Regions from separate parts of the Mus musculus genome. Here region 2 is linked to region 1. The links are chromatin contacts, called in public ChIA-PET maps. All regions are on one chromosome and are shown on one strand. Each heading gives the region's core, a stretch centred on a gene start, on an enhancer-like site or on the middle of the called end of the contact. The rest is flanking DNA. Distances are from core to core; before and after follow the strand shown.

Region 1 (4,310 bases), core at 817-3,316:
GGGTCATCTGGTTTTGTTGGCAAATGCTTTACCTCTGCAGCTATCTCAGCAGCATGCTGTGTGCACATTTGAAAAAAATAAAAAGTGCTGGCTTTTGAAGTTAAAATAAATATATGTCTTTATTATACAAACAATGTAACATTGTTTCTATTTATCCATAGTTAAGCTAAAAAAATAAATATGTATTATTATATAAACAGTGTAACATTGTATTTATTCGTAGTTTAGCTAAAATATTGGCAATTTCATTTGGTCAAAATAAAATAACAGTGGATAGAGGGTGATGAGTTCTGGGTACCTCTATAAGATCTATCTGTGCATTTGTATAAGAAAGAAAGCTTTGTGTCCTGTAATAAAGAGCTGGGAGTACATTTTCACCCTCAGTCTTAAGTAACTCTCTAACTGCCAATTTAGAAATAAATTTTATGTTTTTCAAAATGCAGCTTAACCCTTTTATGTTTTACAAATCATTATCATAATTCTCCATTATTCACAGTTACTAAACATCCTCAGATATATTTCATGTTGCATATGTGTTTGGGTTTATCAGTCTTAGATTATCTGGTAATGTGTCATTCTGCTTTTCAAGAAACAAGTTAACTAGTTGGTTGGTTTGTTTGTTTTCTGCTAAAAACAGAGGTGCCATTGGGCTATAGTTTCTGCAAAAACATGCTGTAAATTGAGATAATTTGTTTTTTATAAAATGCATGCTCTTTTGACTAAGTATATTGGTGATAAGCTGTTGTTGGGACTGAAAACTCTTGGTGATGTCTAGGAATAATTGCCTCATTCAGGGTTGTTGTCCAGTGACAGACCTGTAGTTGTGTGACCACAGGACTCTGCTTACCCATAGTTTGCTGTGATGGGACCTGAAGAAGGGGATGTGTTTGATGTGTCAGCTGCTGGGTCTTACCTCTTAACTGTCCGTTCCCTTCCTTTTCCCATATGTATTCATGCAATGGGTTCATTTGTCCCTTAGAAAGTCCTGACTTGGGGCTTTGGTTGACTGCTTCCTAAGTCAGTTACCTGTTCCCACCATGTTCTCCTGGAAACAGCTGGATCTAAGGTTGATAATGACAGCTTTGGTAGAAGAGGGGCTGCTTCCTAAGTGGGGCTTCGCTGCCTGAGGTATCCTGGGCCTCAGCTGTTCATTTAACGCTAAGACTGACCTGTGGACTTAATAGTTAGTAGGCTGAAACTAGTTTTCAAAAGCATGCCCCAGGTGGTTGCGAGTAGTCTGAAGTTTGAGGACAGTTGATCTAAGTACCAGTGAAACCAATTTAGCTGCTGAGATAACTGGCTTAACTTGGCACCGACATGCTGGCCAGGGTTACGTCCAGAACAAAGCTGTAAGTGGCATCTGGTCTGGGGCACCTGCTAAAGCTGCACCTGTCACAGAGCAGAGCTTGGACACACCCTGCCTTTGTCTTTGAGTTTCAGAGAGGGTACAAGAGCTCTGCTTCACTGGGGAAGGGACGAGCCAGCCGCCGGATCCTCACTCGCCCTTACTGCAGCTGTTTAACTTGGGTTTCGTTTAAACAACTCAAACTGAGGTTGCCTTCAACTTCTTTTCTCACTGGAGAATTTTCTTAACATGTATTTGTCATTGTTGTTTTCCTGTATGGACTTCACGTTATTCTTTCCAAATGAGAAATCATTAGCTTTACTGAATTTAGTCAGTGCTTGTCATGGTGGTGAGGAATCTTTTCTGTCCCTGGTCCACTCAGGAGAGTTCCCTTGTAGACTTAGTACTTCCAAGTCAGGGCAGGGGTATGTGTGTGTGTGTGTGTGTGTGTGTGTGTGTGTGTGTGTGTGTAAAGGCCTCAGCCCAGCACCCACACAATACAAGCTGTAGAGAGGTGATGCTTGGTTTAATGCAGCATTTCCGCTTCCTTCCAGGTATGTGTGTGTACCGTGCGTGTGTGTGCGCATGTACACATGTGTACACATGTGCTTGTCTGTGGTGAATGTGCTCAGGTGTCCGAGATACTGTGATGCGTACTCTCTGCGTTCTTCTTTGCCGTGAGGCTCTGTGATTGAACTTGGAGCTCATACATTCAGGTTGGCTGTCTGGCCAGTGAGCTTTATGGATTCCTCAGTCTCTCCCCCCTCAGCGTTGGGGTTACAGTTGCATACCACATCCTGCTTTCTTTGTTTGTTTCATTTTTTTCTATGTATGAGTGATTTTGCCTGCATGTATGTCTGCACAGCACTTACAAGCATACCTGGTGCCCTAAAGGCCAGAATAGGGTGTTGGAGCCTCTGGAGCTGAGTTAGACATGGTGTGAGCACCATGCAGGTGCTCCAGGAGAGCAGCCGGTGCTCTCCAGCACGGGCCGTCTCTCCATCCCGAGTCTCTCCATCCCGTCCTGATCTTTATAGGATCCTAGGGTCTAACTTCATGTCCTCATTTTCACAGCGAGGACCTTGCTGACTGAGCTCATCAACCCGACCCCAGGGTTTCCGTTTTGCAAAGCTTTGCTCACATGTATTTTATTTCAAATTTTAGAAACAATTGTTATTAAATCCTAGGTAAACAATCAGAAAATTGTTTATATTCCTGAGACTTTCTTTCAGAGGCTAATCGGTTACTTAAGTAGCAGGGCCATTGTGCTGAGTGTTCCCTCCTTGCATCCTTCCCCTTTTTTCCTTTAGTTTATACTGGGGATTGAATTGAGGACTTAGCACCTGCTAGGCAAGCACTCTACTATAGAGTGGTATTCCCCAGCCTCAGCTCCCGGTATTACATGCCAGTTAGGAAATCTGTTTCACGTGTGTTCTGAGCACACTTTGTCCCTTTTGCCCATTGTCCCATTCCCTTCTTTGGTAATGGACCTGCTTTACATTTTATAGAACATTATCCATAGCTATTCTGAGCTGTCGCTAAATAGTTCAGGCCTGTGTTCCAGGTTTGTTTAAATTTTATCAGTAAATTTAATTTCCATGTACTTGGGGGCAGTGGTTAGCTGGAAAGTTTTCTTATGAAGCAGAATTTGAAGAACATTGTGTCATAATCTGTTGTTTGGATGTTCATCTTATTGTTAAGGATGGCAAATGCTCATAATGGTCTTTGAGTTCTTACCATTATGCGTAATGTTTGCTTAGTGTATCTAGTGATCAGTTATTTTACAATAATACTGCTTATCATATAATTATAACATATCTTTTATGAGGAAGTCTTTTTGGGTCAAATTCTATTTTGTCCCTCTTTTAGCCCAGGAATTAAATAAGTAAAATGTTAATATAATTGTGCAAGAGGTCAGGGAAACATCCTGTTAAAATGTACACTTGAGGCCCTGGGTTCTGTCTTTAGCACCACATAACAAATAGATAACAGATTTGTGAATACCAGAGAACGTAAATCTGGGGTCCTTATGTAACCATTGCCTGACTCCTGACACTGCAGAGCAAGGGTTAAACTTAGTTTGTCTATAGTCATCCTGGGGTTAATAATATTTTCCTTGATTATTTTGGATTAAGTTGATTTCCCATATGTTTAAGGTTATGCTTCTTTTTAAATTTAAAACTTAAAAAATAATTTTGCCATTTTAACTTTATCTTGTACATGCAAGTATACATGTGTACAGGTGCCTCCAGAGGTCAGAGATGTTGAATTCCCTCAAGCTGGAGTTACAGGTAGTTGTGAACTGCCCAAGATGGGTCCTGGGAGTTCAACTCAGGGCTTCTCGAGGCCCGCAAGTCTCTTAACCACTGAGCCAGCTCTTCAGCCACTGAGGTTATTTGTAATTGAAGTTATTTATCAGTACCTGTGTAGCCTGTGTTTCCCACATATGTGCTTTAATATGGCTGACTGGTCAGGGGTGTTCATGAAGAAGTTTGGTATATTCTTTTTAGTTTACGTCATTAGAGAATCACATTCCTGACTCCCCTTTTCAGGTAACCCCGTGTTGTTACACATTAATTAAACCAAAAGGTCTATGATTTTTGAGTAACCTGATTGAAAAATAGTGAATTGATTTTTCTTTTTTGCCATGTTTTCTCTTGAAAGTTAAAACACTTTGCTACTAATATATACATTCTTTTTTACACTTTATCTAGATTGGTTATTAGTTATTTTCTAAATAATTTTCTTTTATATCTAGTGGTGCATTATACATTGTGCATCGTACTGGCTGTTGTCTAATCGTTTGACGCCTTTATAGGAATAATACCTATGTTTGCTCTTACGTTACATAAGCATATGTCACCTAAGAAGAAAAGTCTTCTTGCCAGGGCCTGGGAGTTCATGCCTATAACCTCAGCGAGTGGGAAGCTAAGGCAAGAGGACTGCCAGGAGTCTGAGAGCAGTG
Region 2 (4,310 bases), core at 947-3,446, 480 kb after region 1:
TTAACTCTCGAGCCTCCTACTTGGGTGTAGGAATAACCAGGCTCCTGTGGGGGTGGGGGGGTGGGGCAGATAGTAGTGTCTCATAGGCCATGAAAACCTAGTGTGGGGATTCTATGGCAGTGAGAATTTATAGTCCCACCCACTGCTAGGACCTTTAATGAAGACGTCAGAGCTGAAATAACAAATATGGCAACCTTTCCCAGGGAGGCAAAGCCTCTGGATCCTTGTTGTTGATTCTTCTATAAGCCACGCCCTTTTGTTGACAATTCTTCTATAAGCCACGCCCTTTTGTTGACATCTTGAACTGGCTATTGGGGGGTGTAATCAGTTTATCTCAAAATGTCATTTTCAAAGTGGCACCCAGGCCTTTGTGGAGATAATAGCCTCCTCTGTGTGTTTTTTTTTTTTGTCACGGGTTATGACTCTCCTGCCCATCCTCTCCCGTGCCAGAAACTCATCTTTAAATACTTTTAATTGACTGCATCTTTCTGTTCTGTAATTCTAGCTTGCAAACTAAGCTCTCCTAAAAATATCATCCGATGACAAGTGCAGCCTGCTATGCTTTTAATTTCTCACGTCTTGGGTGACTTGAAGGTGCTTGTATCTCTCTAATCCCTTCAGCAACAGGGTGTAGGGTGGTTCCTCTCTGGGCGCTTCCTTCTTCCTCAGCCAGAGGGACAAGAGTCGCTTCCCTTTATTCTTATAGAAGTCATTACTTTTCAAACTCAGGCACAATTTCTTCTGATAGTTTCTCGCTTGAATTGTTGTTTCTGTTAATAATTCATTCCCCACTCCCTCTTTGTTAGTAGTTCTAATACTCTATTCTCGGCCTGTCCCCTACAAAGAATAGAAACCAGTATGAACCAGATCTTCAGGTAGGGTTTAATTAGTACAATGAGTGGGTTTTTTTTTTTTCATGCCTTCAGAGAAGAAAAGGCAGAAAAGAAACACTGATTTTAAAACTACACTATAAGTTCATAAGCATAACAACAATGGCCGTTCTATTCTTTGAAGCAATGGATTTTTTTTTTAATTTAAAATATTTTAAATATGTTTCCTTATCGATCTACTGGATGAGGGAGGCCTGTACAGCATAGGGCACATGCAGAAGTTAGAGGACAACTTGTGATGATGGGTCTTCCTTCTGCCATGCGGGCTCCAGAGGGTTGACTTCAGGTCACCAGCCTTAGTGTCCTTTACTTTCTGACTTGTCTTGCTGGTCCTGTGGCAATTTTTCTTGTACTTCAGGGTTAAAATGTCCTTCTTTCCTTGGCTTATAATTTACTTTTCTAGGACACTGTTCCATAAACACAATAGGAAGTCCCCCCCCCCCCATTATGTTTCTGTGCTGACCCCAAATAGCCTCTAGCAAGGCTCAAAACAAAGACACTCGGACTAAAGTTCCATACCACCAAATGGAAATTAGCTTACTCTATGACCACCTTGAGAAGTCAGGAGGGACGTGACAGCCATGTTGAACAAATGGGCCACTTTCTTTCAGTGTGACAGTGATGTTCTTCTTCCCTTCACTCTGACACACAAAGACTAATGGAAATGACACGGTGGTAGCCAGTCTTCTGTGGCTCTACTGATCTTCCCGGTTTCCACGAATTACAAAGAAAGAACAGAAACGATGTTTTTCTTAGTCTCTGCTTACTTCATCCTTTGCTGCCGGTGAAGCCGACCTCTGCTTCTCACCCCATTGGAATTCTGTCCACCTGATGGCATAAGGGGTGAGAAGCAGAGGTCGGCTTCACTGGGGGTCTGTATCCACTCACACCCCCAGAGAAAGCTAACTAAGATTGGTAGATTTAAAGGGATTTGCTGTTCGCGCCTTTTGACAGCGGCATGGGCTGGATCATCTTTGTTGCAGCGGATCTTGGTGGAAAGATTTGTCTTCAACAGTGGAGTCTGACCCTTCATCCTCCTCATTACGAGGTGGCACTCTTTAAACACCTTTCCTCCATGGTCCCTTGGCCTCTGGGGTTGAGAGTTCCAACATGGAGCCCTGTGCATTACAGTCTTGACAGCGCTCCTGATGGCTGCCCGGAGCCGGAGTTCTGTGCAACCAGGCCAGGGTGCACTTAGCATTTTGGTGTGCTTACACCAATTTCCCCTTGCACGGTTTAGTAACTGCGAGAACTGAAACACTTCCCCTGACTCTCCACATCAAAGTAGGGGGTGCTTCTAGCAGGAAGTAGGGTACAGTGTGCTTATCTGCATGCTGGGGTACAAGACGTGGAGGTCAGGGCCAGAGAGCTAAGGCTAGGCTTGGCTGTCTAGATACACACGCTGCACAGAATTAAGTGAAAAACAAAACAAAATCCCCCAGATCTGCATAGAAAGCTTAAGACCGCAATGGCTTATGTCTACTGATGCTATTCAAGGAATACATTAGATTGCCCCTGCATGATGAGCACCCACCATGCTCAGGCATTCACAGGAGCAGGCAGGCCCAGGTGCTTCAGAACTCCAGTGCGAACTGCGCATGCCCAGAACTCAAGCTTGTGTATCGCGCTGGTTCTTGCTTCTAGGATGAGCCTCCCCTTTTGCCGAAGTCTCGGCTTTGGCCACAGCCGGATTCTCTATTGCTCTCCCGTTTGGCGCCCCTGGGTTCCTGTCCAAATCTATTTTGGCAGTCATTTCTGTGGAGACAGGACTGTCTGTGTTGTTCAATGCTATATCTGTAACTATTAGCCTTTGGCAGAGAAGAATGTAAGAGCATGTTTAACAAATGATACGTGGAATTCTAGAAAGTGCTATTGGACGTAAGCAGCTTCCAAGAGATATTCTTGCATTTAGTAAGGTCAACATACTAGGAAAGGGGTTGTGTGGGTGGAGTGGGGGACGGGGCGGGGGGGGGGGAGACTAGGATACTTGAGAGCATTAGCAGAAACACACTGTAAATTTACAACTACAAAGGAAAACAAACAAATATGAAGGCTCATAACGCCTGATTTAGAAAATGGTTCTATTATACATAATGTTTCAAAAAAAATACAAATACAAACCTTGGTGTGCAGTTTAGCACTGAATTTAGGAAAAGAAATTGAATGGAAGACTCCATGCAAAAGCATCACACAATAAAAACTGAGCAAATATTGCAATTTTTCTCAAAGCAAACTTTGATGACGACTATTTCTTGTCTATTAATTGGTCTAGTGTCTAACGAAAGCAAGGCCAGGAAAGTTACCCTGTCCCATATTTTTAGAAGCACTTAAGTGACCTACCTAGTCTGACAGCGCCTTGAGAGCTAGGCCACGTCCAGAACGTTTTGTATCTTTGTGGAGCGTTTGATACATTCTTGCCACCCGCTCCTTTCTTTTAAGGAATCCTGCAGATCAAGTGTCCAGCCACAGTGGGATACTTGTTCTAAAGCAATCATCAGCCAGGTTAAGACAACATGAAAAGTATTTCTAAGTTTGCCAAGAGTTTGTTCCCACACTTCAGCCCAGATAATTTCTTTTGCTCCTTGTAGATGGTAGAGGCAAGTCTCTATGACATGCAGGATGCTTGACAGAGGATGTCACGTCAGGTTGAGTGACTGGCTTGTAATCCCTCGTGTTTTAGCAGAGTAATTAAAAAGGACAGGGAGATCCCTTTTGATCTTTGATTGAATATATTTATAAAACCTCTTATGGACCAAAGAAGCCCTATCTTACAGATAAAATATAAAGACATATATATTAAGCGTTAGAATAAGTTGAGATTTGGAGACATGGTGTGCTGTTTAGTTTTGTGTCAACTTAACACAAGCTAGCTATCACAGAGGAGGGAGTCTCATTTGAGAAAATGTCTCCATATGATTAGCCTGTAGGGAATTTTCTTAATTAGTGATCCACCCATGGTGGGTGGTACCATCCCTGGGCTGGTCGTCCTGGGGTCTATAAGAAAGCAGGCTGAGCAAGCCATAAGGAGCCAACAAGTAAGAAATCACTCCTCCGAGGCTTCAGCTCCTGCCCCCCAGGTTCCTGCCCTGCTCGAGTGCTTGCCCTGACTTCCTTCAGCGAAGGACTAGGAAGTGGACATGTAAGCTGAGTAAACCCTGAACCCCAACTTGGGTTTGGTCATGGTAGTCATCACAGCAGTAGTAAACTTAACAAAGCCAAAAGGTGCGAACTGCTGATGTTTATAACATTAACAAATTATGCAAAAGTTTTTATGTACAAAAAGCACAAACTTCTAATCGTTATTTTCTGTATCAGCTAAAGGAAACCGATAGAAGACTGTTTTTGCTTTAGGATTAGATTTATTTTAGGCCTATTTGTTGATTTTTTGGATGTGTTTCCAGCCTCCTGGGGGCAGAAGGA

Evidence for each region. ChIA-PET counts read pairs in DNA pulled down with a chosen protein or histone mark.
Region 2: an RNA polymerase II ChIA-PET map of memory CD8 T cells shows a contact between it and region 1, with 8 read pairs. The contact joins two enhancer-like sites. A contact is called at or near these places in 2 of 115 datasets of contacts at active chromatin or transcription factors (bone marrow-derived macrophages and memory CD8 T cells).

The regions. Positions count from the first base shown.
Region 1 is chr15:96,295,910-96,300,219 of GRCm38.p6, forward strand. All of the region lies in intron 3 of Arid2 (AT rich interactive domain 2 (ARID, RFX-like)), which reads left to right. Among named protein-coding and RNA genes, the nearest start is that of Arid2, 11 kb to the left of the region's middle. Within about 2 kb of position 2,067, at least 51 of the 459 cell types and tissues checked have an H3K27ac peak or open chromatin away from gene starts, as enhancers often do. A contact at or near this core is called in memory CD8 T cells, where this site is marked.
Region 2 is chr15:96,776,270-96,780,579 of GRCm38.p6, forward strand. No RefSeq gene overlaps it. Among named protein-coding and RNA genes, the nearest start is that of Gm32564, 40 kb to the right of the region's middle. Within about 2 kb of position 2,197, at least 72 of the 459 cell types and tissues checked have an H3K27ac peak or open chromatin away from gene starts, as enhancers often do. A contact at or near this core is called in memory CD8 T cells, where this site is marked.